Linked DNA regions of Mus musculus: region 2 is linked to region 1. The links are chromatin contacts, called in public Hi-C maps. All regions are on one chromosome and are shown on one strand. Each heading gives the region's core, a stretch centred on a gene start, on an enhancer-like site or on the middle of the called end of the contact. The rest is flanking DNA. Distances are from core to core; before and after follow the strand shown.

The links. Hi-C and Micro-C count contacts between places; a contact is called where the count stands out from the background.
Region 2: a Hi-C map of CD8 T cells shows a contact between it and region 1, with 4 times the contacts expected there. The contact joins the promoter of Rabl3 here to the promoter of Sec22a in region 1. A contact is called at or near these places in 2 of 39 promoter capture datasets (liver and pre-B cells), 1 of 484 Hi-C or Micro-C datasets (CD8 T cells) and 2 of 9 other capture datasets (adipose tissue and liver).

The regions. Positions count from the first base shown.
Region 1 is chr16:35,361,893-35,365,391 of GRCm38.p6, forward strand. It overlaps Sec22a (SEC22 homolog A, vesicle trafficking protein), which reads right to left and starts at 2,026. Exons shown (of 7, transcript NM_133704.4): 1 at 1,932-2,026.
Region 2 is chr16:37,538,060-37,541,351 of GRCm38.p6, forward strand. Rabl3 (RAB, member RAS oncogene family-like 3) reads left to right here and starts at 1,835. Exons shown (of 8, transcript NM_001042499.1): 1 at 1,835-1,901. The coding sequence starts at 1,856. It overlaps Gtf2e1 (general transcription factor II E, polypeptide 1 (alpha subunit)), which reads right to left and starts at 1,730. Exons shown (of 5, transcript NM_028812.4): 1 at 1,594-1,730.

The DNA of each region.
Region 1 (3,499 bases), core at 776-3,275:
AACACATTTTTTAAAAATATGTAACTTATTTTATGTGTATGAGTGTCTGTCCACATGTATGTACGCGCACCATGTGCATGCCCGGTGCTCTTGGAGAACAGAGAGGAAGAACTTGATATGTTGGAACTAGAGTTGCAGATAGTTGTGAGCAGCTATGGGGGTACTAGAGTCTTCTGCAAGAGTAACTAAAGCTCTTAACCACTGAGCCATCTCTCCCACTACCAAACAAGCTTGTAAAAACAGCATTTGCAAGCTGGGAAGATGGCTGAATGGTAACACTTGTAGGGCAAGCCATCTGATGACGGGAGTTTGGCTTTCCAGAACACAAGAAAAATTGAGACGTGGTTATATGAGGAGATATCTATAATCCAGGGCTCCTACAGGTAGATGGGAATTGGAGACACAAAGAGTTCCCAGAAGCTCTGAGGACAGATCACCTGGTATATTGCAGTGAACAAGAGACCCTGTCTCAAACAAGGTGGGAAGGCAAGAACCAATACCTTAGGTTATCCTTTGACCTGCATACCTATGCTGTGGCACACATATGCTTCACCCCTACTGGTCAGTGTTCATAGTGCTACAAGTTGCTATGCAAGTGACTGGAGAAAGGCAGCCATCCATTTCACCCAACTACGAACCCTGCAAGCTCTAATAATGACCTGCCTACAGTGCCCAGAGGTACAATATGACAGAATATTATAGGAGTTACCTATCTTTTTTTTTTAATTGAATTTAAGATCCACTTCATACACCTCATTTGAACCTTCCGGGAACCGGTAAGGTTGGGTATTTGTTTCACTTTGCTTTGGAAGAAACACAGGTTCCAAAAGCTTAAGTCATTTGTTCAACCCCTAGTAAGTAATAAGTTGTTACTAACTCTAATAACTCTATAAGACACTGCCTCTAAACATACCCAGGCTTCGTTACTACATGGAGAGGAAGGTGGCAAGTATCTCTTTGCTAGTGTCTTTTCATACACCAAACTAAAATATACTTAAACTTTACCCAGTCTCTAAAAATCAAGTACTAAACTGATGTGATCTTCTTAAGTGGAAACGGCCGATCCTTTAGTAACTTTTGGTTACGGGTGTCAGGTTCAGCTCTCAAGTCTTCCTTTACACACTAGAAGTTCTAAGTATTGTTTAAGAAACCGACTTCTCACGGTACTGGCAAACGAGTGGGTACCAGTAACATGGAATGTGATTCCGTTTTTTAAAAAAATGGTGGTTGTACTAATCCGCTGGGATTCTATCACGTGTAGCCTGGCGGGACACCCAGGCTCTGCCCAGGGTTAAGCACAGGAGGGGCGGGTTCTGAAGAGTTCCACCTGCCCCCAGGTGATGGTGATCCCGGAAGCTAAGCAGCAGGAGACTCCCCACTTGTGGAGCCAATTTCTCAGGTCTCTTTTCTGCCACAGAGAGTCGCAAAGCACCTTTAAAACAGGGCCTCACGGGATTTCCCAGAGCCAACGAGTAAGATGTCCAACTGCAACGCCCATTCAGACTTCACAAATCACAGGGTACAAGCTACCCCGCCCAAAAGAAAGTAGGAATGCCACCTCAAGCTCTCTCGGGCCACCTACCAGCCCGAGTGAGTCGGTGTGCTGCTGACATCGGGAGCCAGGGAGTCAACACTACGGCTCGCTGGCAGCCCGGGACGGCCGTCCCTCCCCGTCAGCAGCCCCTACTCCAGCCGCCCATCCTAGGACAGGCCTGCTAAACAGCAACCGCCGCCCGCGAGGCTCGCAGCCCTAGGTCGCAGGGACTCGGACCCTGCACGCCCGTCCTCCTAAGCTCTGAGGCCACCGCCACCAAGCTCCGGCTCGGACAACTACCGGTCAAGCCGAGGTGGAACTCCGAGAGAGCGGCGCGAGCAGCCGGCCAGAGCTCCGGGAGACCCAGAGGAAGCTGAAAAGAGGGGCCGGGCCATACCTGTCGCTCCGGGACCCGCGGCTCGGAGTGACGTGCCACGCAGTGCATTGTGGGGCCGGGAGTGGCCTTCCAGCGGGGATGCCCGCGTCCAACGTGGCTGGCGCCGGCGGAGCTCGCACGGGCCTATCGGACGCCGTGGGAAGCATCCAAAGACCCGCCCCTTTCCGAGGCCCGCCCTATCCCCGCCTCCTCCGGCGGAGATTGGCAGGTTTTCCTGCACCTGCGCCAGGAGATTGCCTTCTCTTCTAAGAAGAGAATTATGCTGTCCTTCGGAAATAAGGCTAATCTCCTTCACCTGCTGCTTTGTGTCGGGAAGCAGTTTGTCTCTCGTGCGCCACTCGGGACAGAGGAAAAGCTCTCTCTGGTGAACAGGGAAAGGATCTTCTTCCATCAGGCACTACACAAAGAAACTTAGCAAAACAGAGAGAAAAGCCTCAGTAGCTCCTCCCAGCCTTCACGAGGTTAAGTATTATTAAACAAGGATATGCTGAATGTCAATTAAATGGTCGGCAGCATCTTAAGCATGTTTTACAGGAATGTCCACAGCACTCCTTTTAAGGTGTAATAGGAATAAAAGGCATTAAGGTAAATTGTTACAGAAATGTACATTTGACTGGTACTGTGAAGAAAAACTAATAGGTACATTGATGAATGAGTTGTGGACTGTCGGGGAAGAGCTCCATGATTACGTACCTTTTAAGGTCAAGGTATATTAAGGGACCCTTAAAAATGTTCTAGACCCTGGAAACATGATTTGTGAGCATTTAACTGTACTAGGAAGTCGTGATGGTTGGTTTCTGTCAACTCGACAGAAACCTTCACATAGCTAGAAGAAGGAATCTTGATAAACCCTCTGTAAAATTAGCCTAGTGGGCAAGTGTGTAGGATATTGCCTTGATTGACGATGATACAGGAGAGCCCCGCCCAATGTGGGCGGTCTTCACCCCAGTGCAGGTAGTTCTATGTTGTACCAGAAAGTAGGCTGAGCAAGCAATGGGGAGCAAGCTAGTAAGCAGCACTCCTCCATGACTTCTGCCTCACTTCCTGTCCAGATCCCTGCCTTGAGCTCCTGCCCTCACTTCTTTTCGTAGATGAAATAAATCCTTTCCACACCCAGTTGCCTTTGGTCACTATGGTTAATTTCATCAATAAAAAGCCTAAAGCAGAAAGTATGTAGGGGCAAGAAGTTTAGGCTGAGATGAGGCAAGGTCTAACTCTCTTTGGCTACTTTATACAGTTCAGACTTCAGCAACACACCCTAAGATCAATTCACAGAGCTAATAAAGATTCTTAAGTAGGATCTGATTTACATATTTTAAAGCTCATTTTGCTGTTTATGGAGATGGATGGATAGGGAGCAAGAAGGGTTACTGATGGGCCAGTTTGGAGGCAGTTGTATTGGTCAAGGCCACAAATGATGGTGGCTTAAACAAAGATAATGGCAGTAGAGGCAGAAAGAGATGGACAATTTCAAGATATTAATAAATCATAGGTGGAGTTCATGGGTCTTAATGGACTGATTTTCTGGAGCAGGTCAAAATAAAGGAGACTATTAAACATGGTGCCTT
Region 2 (3,292 bases), core at 585-3,084, 2.2 Mb after region 1:
AATGAACATCCTGCATGGAGAGGACTAGTACTTGCTGTTCAGCCTGTTTCCTCTGTCTGATACTCCTCTGGGTGTCCTGAAAATCAGTACAAAGGGACGTTATCAATACTCTTCCAGCCAATAGTTTGAAGCTTGGAAATCCCAGGTCAGCTTCTTAGTGTTAGCCCCAGAAAATCCACAGCCTTCATTTCTTCACATATAAAATAATTAAAGAGCCTTTCTCACACAGGGCTTTGCTCCTTCCCCACATCCCCAATTAAGATAAATCAAGAGTATTCAATCTCTGGGCTTCTTAAAGCTCCTTAAATCAAGTTCTAAAACTGACAGCCCATACAGAACGTTTTCAACAACTTTATGAATTGGTTGTCGACATTTAAAAATCTTGGGTGCCTATAAATCCCAACTGCCTACTCCTCTTGCAGATTGGAAGTAAATGGCCAAAGTCAGACCATGTTCCTATATTAGCTAGTCTCTATGGCAGGTGACACTTAAGTAACTTCTCTGTCTGTGGAGGCTTCTTGGTGTGGTAGCTAGTGGTCTTCATTTATCTTCTTCTCTTCACAGTAATCAGGCATCTCATCTCCCAACGTCACCTTACCCAGTCCAGACCTAGATTCTAGTTGTAAAAACTTTTAAGGACCACTGTGCCCCTGGTGTGGAACTGGGAGAATCAAAAGTTCAAACCACTCTGCTTTTTTAGCAAAGTCATCCTCATATCCACCCTCAGTCCTCAAAGCTAAGCCCAAACCTTTCTCCTACTGTAGTTAGGCTTTGGGTAATGTTTCCTGGCCTTCTCAAATCCCCAACAGTGGCATCCAACACTCTCCCTCGCATTTCCTCAGAATTTGTACAGTTTCTACTTCGAAGGCCTCTTGTTCATTAATGCTAGCGCCTAGCATATTCTACTGAGATACCTGAACTTTCAATACATCCTCTGGGCACGTGTTCTTGTAGCATATCCATCCTGCCAGCTTCCACACAAATCACTTGTTTCACACCTGCATCCCAATAATGAGCGCTATAAGCCATCTTTTTTTTTTCTTTTTAAATTTAACTTGTAATTGCTTTAAGCAAGGAGCTACTACATTAAACTTGTGATTTTTGAAAAAACTATGCTGGATGAAAAGGGATTTAAAAAAAAAACACAAAGTGGGTGCAGGAAGCCCTTTTAGTTAGACTATTTTTAAATACTACTTCCCAAGTTCTAGAAGAACGTGGATCCTACAGAGCCTCTACAGTTTTCTGTTACTGTATTTTACGAACTCTCCATTCCTTCGTCCTACGACGGAGACAGCTCCGGACCGAGGTGCCCTCCACCAGCTGTGTTCAGACATGTCCAGACCCCGAGACCCCACAGTCCCTCAGACGCGCCCAGGGGCTTCCCGGGCCACACTCGACGCCGCCAAGCCCGTCCTACCCGAGGTCGCACATGGGCCGCTCCGGGGCAATGGTTCTTTAGAAGACTAAGAAGAGGACCAAAGCAAGAGGTGGCCGAGGAGAGGGGACTAGACAAGGAAGGGGACGGATAGAAGAAACCATGAAATGCCACGCCAGGTCAGAAACCGGGAACAAGGACGGGAGAATGAGGTTTACCCAAGTGGATGCTCGAACACTCCCACTACAGCCGCCCTCAGCACCTCAACTACCGGCTTCAGCCAGCCCACGCCACTTGCGAGACAAGGACGAACGCCTAATTCCTGCGACCGGTTTGGAAACCGCCCGCTAATCCGCACCCCGAAGCTTTCGATCAGTCACGCTCTGACCGACCAATGAGATGATTTGCCCTGCCCACAAGCCCTGCGCTGATTGGTGAGAATCCAGGAACGGGCGTCAACCTCAAGGAAATCGTGGCAAGATGGCGTCCCTGGATCGGGTGAAGGTTCTGGTGTTGGGAGACTCAGGTGAGCCGCTTAACCCACGTCTGGGACTACCAACACGCCCGAGCTTCCCGACACCGCTCTCTCTTCGCTGTTTACCCCCCCAGCTGCCTAGCGCTTAGGTCGACAGCTGAAATTCCTTTCAAGACCTTAAAACTACACTTCCCAGAGGACTTTGCTCCTTTTGTCGACGTGGTGGCGTGGCGGGAGGTGGGGGGCGCGGAGTCTATGGGTGGAAAAGGGACTAGTTCCACTCACTATCACTCCTAGTGACCCTCTAGGAAAATTTTTGCTTCCTGTCCCCACAACCCTAGGTTCTGCTGGCCTAGAAGTTTTGGTTCCAGAGAGGGGAGAGCTCCTACCAGGAGCCACAAAAAACATTCCAGTTCTTCCACTGCAAGCTTTGTTGCTGGGGAGTGGGTGTGGGGTAAGACATGGTCTCACTAAGTAGTCCTGACTAACGTAGAACTAGCTATGTATATCAGGCTAGTCTAAAACTCACTATATAAACAAGGCAGGCCTAAAATGAAGAGATACACCTGCCTCTGCCACTGTATTAGTCAGGGTCCTCTAGAGTCACAGAACTTATGGGTAGTTTCTTATAGTAAGGGAATTTGTTGATGACCTACGGTCTGTAGCCCAACTCCCCAACAATGGTCAGCAGCAGCTGTGAATGGAAGTCCAAGGATCTAGCAGTTGCTCAGTCCCACAAGGCAAGCAAACGAAGAAGAATCTTCCTCCTTCCAATGTCCTTAAGTAGGTCTCCAGCAGAAGGTGTAGCCCAGATTAAAGGTGTAGGCCTCCCTGCCTGGTGCTGGGACTTGCTTTGTCCCAGATGACCTTGAACTCAGAGATCTCCTTGTCTTAGTCTCCTGGGATTCATAGCCACTATGCCTCAAGATCCAGGTCAGAAACTTGAATCTCCCAGCCACGAGATCAGGATCACAGTGAGCCCTCCAATTCTGGATTGTAGTTCATTCCAGATATAGTCCAGCTGACAACCAAGAATAGCCACTACAGCCGCCGACCTTCTTTAAGACAAGCTCTCCCCTTGGCCTGGAGCCCCTAGGCTAAGGCTGTCAGGCCAACAAACATCAGGGATTGCCTCTCTCTGCCTCCCCAGCACTGACATTAGAGACGTGTGCCTCTTTGCCTGGCTGCTGTGTGTCAGTTCTGTGAACACAACTCGGGTTCTCATGCTTGTAGGGCAAGCACTGAGCCCCATGCGGTTCTTTTGTTTGTTTTTAAGTACACTTTGTATATGATCACAATAACAACATGGTATAATAGAGAAAGTCATATGGCTGGCAATAGTGCTCTAAGGTGATGTTGTTGTTTGGTTTTTTTTTTTTTATACTTTCTCAGTTTTTGGTAATAGAGTTTTTATAATAAAAAGTAAATATTAATGATAGGTC